2 separate regions of the Mus musculus genome follow, and region 2 is linked to region 1. Evidence: chromatin contacts called from public Micro-C data. All regions are on one chromosome and are shown on one strand. The core of a region is the stretch at or near the end of the contact, and the rest is flanking DNA. Distances in the headings are between cores, read along the strand shown.

The links. A called contact is a pair of places that touch in the nucleus more often than the background predicts.
Region 2: a Micro-C map of brown adipocytes shows a contact between it and region 1, with 5 times the contacts expected there. The contact joins two enhancer-like sites. A contact is called at or near these places in 7 of 484 Hi-C or Micro-C datasets (brown adipocytes, embryonic fibroblasts, nephron progenitors and 2 more) and 1 of 115 datasets of contacts at active chromatin or transcription factors (fibro-adipogenic progenitors).

What each region holds. Positions count from the first base shown.
Region 1 is chr14:23,042,706-23,049,049 of GRCm38.p6, forward strand. All of the region lies in intron 6 of Lrmda (leucine rich melanocyte differentiation associated), which reads left to right. All of the region lies in intron 2 of Gm10248 (predicted gene 10248), which reads right to left. Among named protein-coding and RNA genes, the nearest start is that of Gm10248, 49 kb to the right of the region's middle. Within about 2 kb of position 3,891, at least 19 of the 459 cell types and tissues checked have an H3K27ac peak or open chromatin away from gene starts, as enhancers often do. A contact at or near this core is called in brown adipocytes, where this site is marked.
Region 2 is chr14:23,425,786-23,432,129 of GRCm38.p6, forward strand. All of the region lies in intron 18 of Kcnma1 (potassium large conductance calcium-activated channel, subfamily M, alpha member 1), which reads right to left. Among named protein-coding and RNA genes, the nearest start is that of 5430425E15Rik, 81 kb to the right of the region's middle. Within about 2 kb of position 3,441, at least 60 of the 459 cell types and tissues checked have an H3K27ac peak or open chromatin away from gene starts, as enhancers often do. A contact at or near this core is called in brown adipocytes, where this site is marked.

The DNA of each region.
Region 1 (6,344 bases), core at 2,641-5,140:
CAATAACTCTAGAAAATCTCTGCATTCTAAGGTGGGTGGGCAGCTTCCCCTGGAGCCCCGTCACTTTAGATACTTTTCACTTATGGAACATTCTGTCTTGTTTTGCCCTATCTTCCCTCTATGGCTGTCCCCATTACTTATTCAAACCAATTTTTAATTGCATAGCATTGTTGGAGGCCGACCAAAAGTTACATCATCTTCCTGGGGTCATGTGGGCTTCAAAGGCAAGAAGAGAAATGGCTCAGGAACACCCCTTCCCTACCCCAGCACCACAGAACATCATGGTGACAGCCTCACTTCTCCTGTCTGCCCCACCTCCTCCATTACAAGTCTTTCTTCTCCTCAACTAACCACTGGTGCACAGGGAGTGTAATATCCACAGTCTTGGCCCTCAATTACCGTAATGGCTTATAATGAGATTTTGGCCAAGTAGCAGGTAGCTGGTTATTGCTTCCTGCTCAGCGTGGGCAATGTCTATGCTGTTAATTTGTGTTACTGAATGTGGCTCAGAGCTGGGCATCAAACTGTCAGAGCCAGATGTATTCTATTAGGCTATACTGGACAATAGGCAATCTTTGTTTTTCCAGTATGGAGGCATGTTAACTTACCACAGGGTGAATCCAGACAAATAAGAGTCAAACTAAAACAAGGGGGTGATATCTTAAGTCATCAAAGTAGTACATTCCAGGGACAGATAACACCTGGCATCACCTACTGTCACTACTGTTTCTCTGCCTGGGACTGCTCCATTGACAGGCAAAAAACAAAACAAAACAAAATAAAACCTTCGTAAGATTGCTGGGGAGACTGGTAACTTCATTAAGTTTTAATGAGGCTAACCCTAATGAAGGCCTTTCTAATGTACTTTGTATTTACTAGGCTTTCATCTTGAGCAAGAAATAGGGTCCAGAAAGTTTCTAGTGCTCTTGTGTGCTTCTTTGTCTTGATGTACACACATGTGTGCATGTATATATACACACATACATAAAAGCATGTGTCAAGAAGGTGGAGGATGGGTAGTTGAAGACATTCAGGAGTACAGTTTGTTAGTGTCCAAGTATTGTGATTCTGCAACAGTAGACTTTTGGACACACACTTTTGGACAGAGAGAGCTAGAGGCAGGGGTGGGAGAAAGAAGAAAGGAAGGAATGAAGAAGGGGGGAGGGGTGGGTAAGAGGAAGGGAGAGACAGACAATGTAAATTTCATTCAATTAGATCAAATATCAACAGATCCTCTTTGTTTTTCTTTGAGAGAGGCAATTTTGACTACCCTAGAACTAAGAAAGATTATGATATCATCTATGGAGAACCAGTTCACTTGGATTTTAATGGAGGGCAGACGGAGTTTGGGTCAGTGTGCTCAGGGAGGAAGCCCTTTAGGGGCTTGAATTACAACAATCTCAGTTGTTACTACATTTGCTTAATTTCGTCTGAGAGTTCCATCCTGCCCCTCCCTGACCTCTTTTCTAAAAACCTGGGTTTATTTTCAATAACTCCTTGGATAAATTTCAGCCCAAGGAAGCACACAGAACTGTAGAGAAAGCCCTGCCTCCACCTTTTGATGCTAGCCCTCGATGAGAACAGATCTGAAACCAAAATGTGAATGTCTTCTTAAGAGCACAGCCAGCACCCCTGTTCACACTCTGCCAGGAAACCCCACTTCTCAGGTGTGTTCATAGAGGGGCCTGGCAGCTTGGAGGAGGAGCAAAGATATCTGGAAAGCTGTTTTCCCAATTCCCCCTGCTCTGTACTTCATAAATCATGTTTTACAGGCTCACCCCCAGTCCTACCCCATTCTCTGCTTTCTTCTCCTGTTAATGCAATCAGCATGCCACTAAAATAAAACCCCAAAATGGGAGAAAGCTTGAATGTCCAAATATTGTGCATCTTTTTTTTTTTCTTATTTCAGTGCTGAAGTTTGAACTAAGGGCCTGATACTGTGCTAGACAAGAGCTGTCCCTCGCTTCAGTCAGTCATTACTTATCTGTTTTAGGTGCCATTTGTTTTCTGGCTGCTCTTGGGAAGCAAATAAAACTTCTATTTACTAGAGTGCAATACAGTAAGATCTTCAACTAGCCAGATTCTTTGTGTCTCTAACTTTAAATATGAATAAAAATGAGGGCATTTACTTTACCAAAGAAAAGGGCAGGGTGGGGAGGGGCCTTTAGGTTGTTCTAGAACAGACTTTCTTAAAGATCATTCTGCAACATTATCTGGGAATTTTCCAAAAGAAACAAATTTCTCGTCCCAGACTCAGACCCACTAAATTGGAAGTTTTGGGGATGGTCCCCATGGAGAGAAAGTCAAGGAGAACCAGTTCCTAGGGAGAGGACACCCAACTCTTTGGCATGTCAAATGTATGGGCTCCGAAGCACCCTTAGGCCATTGTGCTCAGTCCACAAATATCAACTTAGATATGGGGAGACGTCTCAGTGGGAAGCAAACCTGAGGAGTCATGTTCCATCTCTTAAGACAAGCATGCGTGATAAAGCCAGGCATATTGCTATGTACTTATCACCCCAGCCTAGAGAGTCCTGGAAACCCACTGTAGCTGAATGGGTAATCTGTAACCCCCCCCCAAAAGGCTGTCTTAAAAGATAGAATAAATTGAAAAAATGACAGATGAGGCTGCCTTCTGACTTCCATCACCAGTCTATACAAATTATTTGTTGAACACCTAAGATGTAGCTTGGGCTTGGTGGTGTGTGTGTGAATCTGCTGTCTGAACCCTTCTGAAGTCTGTGCAGAGGAAGGATGCTGTGTTTCTGAGTAGCATTCACTTCTCCCACCCCCACCCCCACCCCCATCTTACTTCCTGATTGTGTCATCCTCACTGGTAACCCTCAACTGCAGCCACTCTGGCAAATCTAGTGAGACTGTTGCTTTTATGGGTGAGAGAGAACTCAAAGTTTCCACTTAATCATGAGATAATAATCTAATTAATTAACTGGGCCCCACCTTTCCTTTGTGGCTGCTTTGTCACACGACTGTTACATTGAGAGAATGCCTAGAAAGAGGGCAGGAGCCCTGTCCTGCTTGCTAGGGCTTCTGCTGCACTCTGCGCTGTGTTACTTGGGGTGGAGGGAGAAGAACCAAGTAACTGGTTTTTGTCATCTTGGGTTGAATCCTCTCAATTATTTTCATTCCATGTGATTTTAGTTTAGAATGCCATTTCCTGGACTTTAAAACCAGGTTGGGCTTAATATCTGTGGAAGCTGCACATACCAATGTCTCTTAGAGTATGGGAGGTCACTCGGTTGCTGTTCTCAGTGTGAGTGATGACTCTGGACTAGATATTCTGAGAAGGGACGGAAGACACTCATTGGGTTTTAAGCAAGAAAAACCTGCCTTTAAAAAAGCAGCAGCCATGATTTCTGTGTATTGACCCAATGGTCACTTGAGTCAAAAAATAAAAATAACTTAAAATATGCTCCCAGAGAATGGTAACTCCACGCCAATGGATGTCACTTTTCTTTGGGGGAGTGCCCATGGTACAAGTGCTTTTTGTTTCCTTTTTCTAAGAGAGGATCTGTTTTTATTGGTTTGCATGCTTCTTTATATTTGTGCAGGTAGTATTTAAAAACAAAAAACAAATCCAAAACCAAAGCCCTGAGCTAAAACTAACCATGGCTGGTAAGGAAGACTAGTCCCCTGAAACGGAGGCAGAAGGAACCTAAATGTGTCATAGAGAGGGGGGCCTTTGGTAGCCTCAGTCCCAGATAGCCTTCAGCTCAGATTGGGTAAACATGACATATTGATCATTACAGAACGTGTAATTGGTGACCACAAGCACAGTGTGGCTTTAATGGCCTTCCCTGAATAGTTGCCCTTATTTATTTAAAGAAAGCCGTGGCTGTTTCCTAACTGCATGCTGCCCTCTAGTGGCTACGATTCTGACTTCAAAAGATGAAGTGGAAAGGATAAATACAGAGATATTGGGAGTGGTGGAGGGGGTGTGATTGTGTCTCTGTCTCTGTCTCCCTTCCTTCCTCCCTCTACTTTTCTTTCACCCCTCTACTTCTCTCTCCCTTTCCCTCTCTTTCCCCCTTCTTCCCCTCTGTACTTTCCTCACACACACCCTCTGGCCCCTGTCTCCTTTCTGAAAGATTTCTTCGTTCTCTTGAAACAGAAACATGAAGTCTTCCCACATGAGCACTGTCCATTTTGAATGACAGCCAGGGTGAGATCCATCCAGGAGCTGCTGGAAAGGCACCTGATGAACTACACTTGATTTGCATCCCATCTTAGCGTGCACCTTGGAATCTAGCCCTTCTCACATCCATTATGCCCCTCTTGCTGGCCCACTCTACAGCTCCTTTTGCCCTCCGTGAAGAAGCAGCAAAGGATGAGCCAGTGTCCTGTTGGTGGTGATCTTTGAAGTTCTCGGGAGGCCCTTGTGCCTGTGAAGAAGACTGAACAAATAAATAATACACCTGAAAAATAAGCTATAAAAGCAGAACTTAGCATTATGTGTCTGACTAAAGAGTTCAGGGAAGGACAAAGTAATGCTAACAGCTGGGCGTAAGTAAACTGCTCTTTCGGACATCAGGAAGAAGGGTGTTCTCTGCTCTCATTTTTTATTTGGGACAGAACAGAACTGACAATGCAAAGGCAAATAAGTAAACAAACAAAGCTTGGCCCAGCAAGATTTACAAACTTATTTCTGAAGAGGGAGGGGACTTGTTCAAGCAAGGAAAGTAGATTTGGTCTCTTATTTCTACCATATCTCATTCTGATCAAAATTCTGTGAGTGGAGGTGAGAGATAGATGCTGGCTCCGAGGGTCTTTCATAGAGGGCCTGCTCATATTGCAAACAAATTGGAAAGGACATGTGAGCAAAGGCCCAGTGGCTCTCCTAACTAGGATTCTTAGTGGATACATGTTCTGTGATGGTTCAGAAGGTCTGGAGTATCTTTCACCTGGCCATGATATCCGTGGGCTCAAGGAGAGACAGCAGGGATGGTGCCTGGGCGTCTGATCAATGGACAAGGATGTCTAAAACTTGCATACACAAAGGGAAAACTGGTCTTGCTATGTAGAAAAAGTGTGTGTTTGTGTGTGTGTGTGTGTGTGTGTCCTCCTGTCCTCCCTTTCCTAACTCCTTTTCCTCCTAAGATGACAAGCCTCATTTCAACTGCCCTGGGAGCCCAGAGCATATTTCCTACAGACTCTGCTTTATGACATGTCAACCTGTCTGCTCACTCTCACCCTGAGTTGTCCAGCCTCCCTGGTCTGGAGGCAAGGATGCTTGCCCGTCACAGTCACCTCACTACAGTTAGAGCCTTTCCCCCTGGTGTTGTGCTTCCTTCAGATACAGGGTGAGGCCTGACATGGCCCAGCATCCGGCTGAGCAGGCTTCACAATCTAGACTCTCAAGGGATAGTTATGAACCACCCTTCAGGCCATCTCAGTGTTTGAGCACTGAGGCCAAGCACACATTTCTCTAAGTTTAATCTGAGAGGCTCTTTGTCTGCATCCTAACCTTTGAATTAATGGCCATATTGTGAGATCTGACTCTGTGTTCACTGTGTTTACAGAAAGCATCCTGTCATAACCCCATAACTTGAATCTTGTTTTACATCTAGAATGTCCACATTGGGCTCCAGGTGCTAAGAAACAAATAAAAGCTGTCCTTTAATTTATGATAAGCATTGCCAGTAGAAATAATCAGCCCGAGGAAGAACTGGCATCAATGGAACCTTGAATCTAATATGATTTGTCATAGATAAAAACACTGACCCGCGATTTACATCCCAAGATCTCGAATTCATAGGGTGGGATTAACCTTGGTAGAAATAATGAAAAAAATAAAATGAAATCAGCCAGAGATAAACATGGTAAAATGTGACCAAACTTTCCCAGACAGCTCAACCTCTCCTGCTGTAATTCAACAACACACAAATTTACTCTGGGAAATGGGGCTCTTACCACTAAATGATGGCAGAAAAGATAAGACGTCACTGGACTATATTCATAGTTTGCAAAAGCCGGTAGAGGAATATTACATGGGAATGAAGTCATACTCTTCTGAAAGTAGAAAGGAGAATATTAAGAACAGAAAATATTTGACTTGGTATTTAAGAAGCAAGTAAGGAGTTAAACTGTCAAAACAGAACTGTGCATAACTGGCACCTTCTCAAAGGAAAATTACCAGGCAAGTTTACACATGTTAGCACATGTAAGCCAGAAGCCAAAAATATCCTGCAGGCGAAGATGGCAGCATTCAGTGACCACCCCAACACAGTGGCAGAGTCTAGAATAAGCATCCCCTGGTGCTTCTCATTTGTATAATACTGGATGGCGTGTGTGGAGGTGGGTAGCCAAAAGCAAGGACAATGTCCAGT
Region 2 (6,344 bases), core at 2,191-4,690, 380 kb after region 1:
TGGCAAGGTCACATACAGCAAGGCAGCTGGAAGGGCGCTGGAGGATTGAACACAGGTCTTAGTTCACGTTAACAGTCTTGACCCAGAAACAGAAGAAAAAAAATGCAGTGATTGTTGGTGACAGTTTGGTTGTACATCAAAAATAAAAAGAAGCAGTGAAAATATAAATTGCCTTTATCATTCCCAAAGGCTGTTGCATATCATTTTTGTCCCCTCGATGGAGCCGTGACCACAGGAAGAAGGCATGGCTGAACACATCCCGTTTCTTGGATGAAAAAAAAAAAGCAAATTACAGACAGAAAAAAAAGATGTAACCACCATTCTCCCCCTGACAAAATTAATGCAGGAGGGCAAAAGAGACACACAGCCAATCAGTTAAATGAATTGCTAATTTGGTACAATAAATGTTTTTTGCAGGATATAAACATATCTAATATGTAGGTTTTCTCATTTTCATCTATTTCTGGGCATTAAGCAGAGCCTGCGACAAGTTTCCATCAAATTAAATGTGAAACGATTACGTGTTAATATCAGATCTGAGGATGCTTTCGCTGAACTTCCCGGGAGTGAGTTTACATGATAGCTACAGGAATTTAAATTTACTCTTGACAGAACAAATATCCAAATCTGTCCATATAAGAAATGCCTCTACTCAGGGCTAACGCTGGATACATTAAAGGAAGTTCACAAAAAATAAAAAAATAAAAAAATCACCCAAAGCAATATGAGATGTTGGTTTCCTAGATTGCTTTTAGCTACTCATGGGAGTATCAACTGGGAGAGCTGCCTTTCTCTCCCTGCCCACCAGAGAATTAGAAGGCAATTAGTTGGTTTAATCATACTTTTTTCCTTACACAGAAAATATTAGCCAAGAGAGATTATAAACAACAAAACATGAAATACTTGGCATGTGAAATATCTTGCTGGCATTTTCAGGAACCCTCAGTGGTTCTTTTAAGACTCTGGCATAGTGTGAAGGTTTGGTACTGACCCTGGAGCCACCTCAAATACCGACATGCAAAGCTCGTTAATTTAATGCCCCCATTGTTTCCTGTTTTACTCTTGTGGTCAATTTATATTTCAGTACAAGAGAAGCCACTGCACCTCTTTTTGATGCTACAACAGGCAAACATGTTTGCTTCTCACTTAGCAGGAACCAGCCTGCTCCTCTTACAGGGTAGGAGAAAAACTCATTAATCTTCCAAGTATCACAGCCAATCACTGAACTTGGACCAAGGAGGTGTTATCTCCACTCCCACCCCGTCCTCCACACTATCCTTATTTCTTTTCCTTTGTAGAGAATAGTCACTGTCTTAGTTTAAAATATAACTTGTGGTTTTACTCTCTTTGAATGTTACAGTCACCAGGAAAGGGTTTAAATCTCTCACATGGGTCAAGCCCTGTTCTAAGACCTTAATGACTTGCCATACAGTGGGCTTGTCAAGCAAGGAGAACATCATGACTGTGAAGAGCAGGCACTGGGGGGAGATGAATGAGAGACCTCCAACAGCATCTCCATTCCTGTGAATAGGCTCACATTCCCAGTGACATGGTCCTTTAGCATCCTAACTGTTGCACTGATTAACATGCAACCCCAGCCCTGTTCAACTTAAAGTGTGTCATTCTTTTGCTCTTAGCTTGTTACCAAAAAAAATAAAACTAAGAATCTGCCATAGCATTTGAGTCAGAGGAACCCCCAAGGCTTGCAGCCAATGTCCAGGTCATCTTGATCAACAGCAGTGGCTGAAGTCAAGAATGGGAGAAAAGAAAAATCTTCAATGGAAGACATGAAAATAAATTTAGCTGAATCGTATCCAGATCTGGTATTTAACTTGGAAAGCCAGTCTTTTGCTTTTTCTTTCGTAATGCTTTAACTGGACCTATGGACCTGTTACTTACAAAGGCGAGGAGAATGGAGATGATTTTTTTGTTTTGTTTGTTTGTTGTTTCACTGTAGATAAATTATTTTGAAAGTTGTTTTCTTTTTTTCTGTTTTTAAATCAAATGCTGTAGCAGAAAATCCCATCAAACTCAGAAATGCTATGTTTCTCATTAGCAACAGTCCCTGGTTTTCATTTTCATACTGCCATTTCGGGTTCATGCATGGTAATAGAATGTGACACATTTATGGGGAAAGAAAGTTCATGTGTGTGTGTATATATATATATATATATATATATATATATATATATATATACATATGGAAGGGTGATGGGAATAGGTAACTTTGGAATCTTTTTCCCCCCACAGAGGTCAACTTGTCACAATGGGCAATGGAAGCCTCCCACTTCCAAAATGTTCAGGAAGGAGCAAAACACCAAACCAGTGGCTTTCAGGGACTGTTTGCAACTGTCATGGTTGGCTGTTCCGGAGACCATGCACTGTTGTAAAATTTCATATTGTTAGCATGCAGTAACAGGCTGCAACTGGTAACTGAGGCAGCAGAAACCCATTTGCTATAAGAAGATTAACTGTTAATTATAAGCAGTCACATTCCAGAGCAGCATATGCATAAAACAGAAAACATGCTCTTAGTCAACACTCCTGCCCAGTCATTTCACACTCCCACCAAATGCAGAAAAGAAATCTCAAAAGACAAAGAGCAACACACACACACACACACACACACACACACACACACACACACACACACCAGCAAGAATGATCAACATGAGGCTCAGAGACAAGACAAAAACAGTTAAAAATGATTGAGCCCCACATATTGACAAACCTTCATGAACCACAAGGTCTAGAGTAAAGACAACCAGTTAAGTGTGTGCCCCCCTTCTGCACCACCCCAGTCACGTGTGTCATCACCTATGTGCTTCTAGGTCTGTTTCCTAAGCCGAGGAGAAGGGTGATTCTGACCTTGCATCTGATGGAGCAATCCATCAGGGTTGAGGGATGTATGTTCAGTTAAGAGATTCCCTCTGGACCGTTATTACTCATGGTGAAGATTAGCAAAGAAAAGCTGAAGATTTGCCTCCCTTGTAGTAGGTGTTCCAGAATATGTGGGCATTTTATTCTTGGGTTATAAAATAAAGTTGTATCAGTACTACATCACAGACTTCCTCTGTCACCTTCCTCAACTCTACAGCTTCCTAACCCTTCACTTTGGTTCCAGTGAATTACAGATTTCCAGAGCCTTCTTAGTGGCTATTTTTTTTGTACATCCGATTTTGGGTCAGAGGATTTGTTTCCAGTATCAGAGAGGTACTTTAAACCCCTAAGGTTGAGTTTCACAGACCTACTTGCAATACTTCAGTATCTATTTAAAACACGTTTCTCATGTATTCCTAGTCATTAAAAAAAAAAAAAAAGAAAGTAAGAAAATCTTCTCTCCACTGTTGTTTGCTGAGTTCCTTTCTTAGTTAGTAGCCATCCACCGCTCTTCCCAGTCACCAATGAAAATGTTTTCTGTAGTGTGAGAGCAGAGCAGAGTAGGTCTATGAGGACATCTAGTGGACTGCTGTAGGAGAGCAAGCAGCTCCTTAACAGAGCAAACCCTGACCTTGCTGTTTCATCTCTCCTAGGCCTTGTCTCCTCTCTAAGACTTGAAATCTTGTGGTGTTATTTCAGTTCAGTGGCGGATGTTTAGGGGTAGTGAGGACAAATGGCTGAAAGGTCCTGGGACAGCATCCTGGGGCGGTCAACAGTGGCAACTTGCAAACACATTGGTTTAAGTGTATTGGTGGATGGGGTCCCCATGCCTCAGCTCTGCAGCAGCTTCCTGAGAGAGGGACTGGGCCAGATTATTAATGGTGTGGCTACTTGTCACTCTGTCTTGGGGCTCTTGGAACTTTATGCTCTATAAACTGCCCCCATAGGCCAACTTAACTCTGGGAAAGAAAAATATATAAGCCACCCGAGACTTCCTTTTCTCTTTGGCCCACAAAATGTTCTTGTTCTTGGACCAGTACCAATGATGTGAAGAGATCATGTCAGTGCCAAGAGTCTGATCCTGGGTCTCACCTTCCTCTAAAAAACAGATAACTTTGTTTGAGCAGTTTCATCGCTTCAGAAGAAAGCTTTCATGTGCTTCTCTTCAACACAATAAAATGGATGCCCATCCAATACTTCCATTATGACTTCCTAGTAGTATTTATAGAGACAAAACAGAAGTACTTCCCTAGTGGACACCATCAAAGCTATCTGTTTACTGTTGAATGTTTACAGTGGAAGGCTTTCTCAGAGACACACTTGCCCGACTTTTCCTCTGTTGTCAAAGGTCGTGTTGCTAAGAAATGAAACCTGCTGCAGATGGAGCATGGTCACTTTTCTTTCCTTGGGGCACACTGATGCAATCAGGTATCAGGCCTCAGGTCCTCTGCTGGTTGGCCCTTCTGCACCAAGTCTGGAATGGAAGGAAGGGTTGCAGCCCATGCTGTCTGCAGTGCCATCTACCTCCGGCATCAGCAACCAAATGGCCAGCCAAGTTGCAATTGCAGAATCTTAATTTGGGGGGTGGATTGGAAGGGAGAGGAAAAGTGGCCTTGCCAAAGAGGCCAAAGTGGAGGTTTCCAGATGCTAGAGGGAAAATAATTTGGTCTCCAAGGGAGTATATGTAAGAGGAGACTAGTGTGAAAGGAAAAAAAAATGCTGTTAAATTAAGGCACACTTCTTAGACCACAGCCCACTTTTTAAATCAGTCTAGGGAAGGGAAGCATTGTTTCTTAACATGAAACCATTCTTCAAAGGCTCAAATTATAAACAAAATCCTCTACAAAAGAAAAACCCTTTTGTCTGAGGTATATTGTTAGATGAAACACTAGGAATAAGAGGGTCTTTTAAATCCTATAAATGAGAAATGATATCTCCCCTGAACCCAGTTCCTCCTGTTACCTTTTGAAGAAGAAGAAAAGTCTTATGCATGGCTTTCTGTGATCAGAAAAAGGCAAGGACAGAGCCTAAAGTCAGCCACCTGGAGTACACACCCAGCTAGTTGATCTGGCTCACAACAGTCACGCTGTGGCAGAGGAAGGTGAGAGAGACTGCCTCTGGAGCTGTGTGTTGACTGGCTTTGTGTGGCCGTCTAGTTCTCAAAGAGTGCTAGAGTGTGAAAGCTCTCAGGGTGTAGAAGTGATGCTTCCACGTACTTTCCGCAGAGCCAATTTGGGCAGAACTGTGTGTTGTATTGAAGAAGGTTGCTATTTTGTTTTGGCTTCACCCAGAACATTATACATTTTCCAAACAGTGAAGGCTACCAGAACTTGGGAGTCAACTTGCTTCTTCTCCTTCTCCTTCTTCTGCAAAGGAAGATGAAAGACCTGGGTGCTGATACATCTCCATAGTCCAGAGCCAATGAATCAATGAGTTGTACATTGGGTCTCCTGTTTTCAGAGAGTCTTATGTCTGTAAGTCAAGACCCAAAGTTGATGTCTGCCAGTTGTAGGTTATACATAGAAATACTGACCTTTAAAACTATATCCGATTGGATGACAGGGATCTTATGTCTTTAGTAAGTTAGAGAAGTCTAGAGGCTTGCTTAGATTCCTACATGGTTCACTCATGAAAAAAAAAAAAAAAGAGTAATCTCCTTGAATTAACTAACAGAGTTTTGTTTTTTGTTTTTTGTTTTTTGGTTGGTTGGTTTGTTTGTTTGTTTGTTTGTTTTTGCCCTGAAATAAGCACATGGCTCCTCCAGGATGCTTAACTTTCCCAGAGGAACTGTGGAGGAATCACTGAGCGTTGACTTAAGGAGAAGTTTTGAAAGCAAGGAAATGCCGTAGACTGTAGGAAATAATTACCACTTGTCTTCAGAAAGGCAGATACTTACAGTCCCAAAGGAGTATTCAATTAAATCTCCAGCAAGCACCTTCTTGTACAGAGAGGCATCTATAATGTGATCGTTGTATTTCTCTCTCTATGGAATATCTCTATGATTATATATAAAAATACACATTTTTACATATAAGCTACCCCAGGACATATCATATATATATCACAACTTAGGAATATATATGTAGCCTATGTGTTTCCTTCAAGAGAGGAATTCAAGCTCTGTAGAAGGGAAAAACAAGTGTCGTTTATCAAAGGCAAGCATGACTATGACCCCCAATGGACAAAGCATCTATAGCTAGAGTTGTAATTACTCTAGCCTAACCAGTGTCCCTTAAAAGTCCTGAGCAAAGGCCTTCAAGAGAAACACACTGTTGTCAGGGTCTTATTTTCTAATGGAAAAATAAGACCGTGTCCAGAGCTTGCTGGAGGCTGGGGGATGGGTGGAAGCATAGAGAGTGGGCTCTGGGCACTCTCCAGTTCCTGGCTACTCTACAAGGACTGTGTAGGGCATGAGCGAGTTGGGGCATGATGTAACTGCTACATGCAACACGAATACCAAAAGT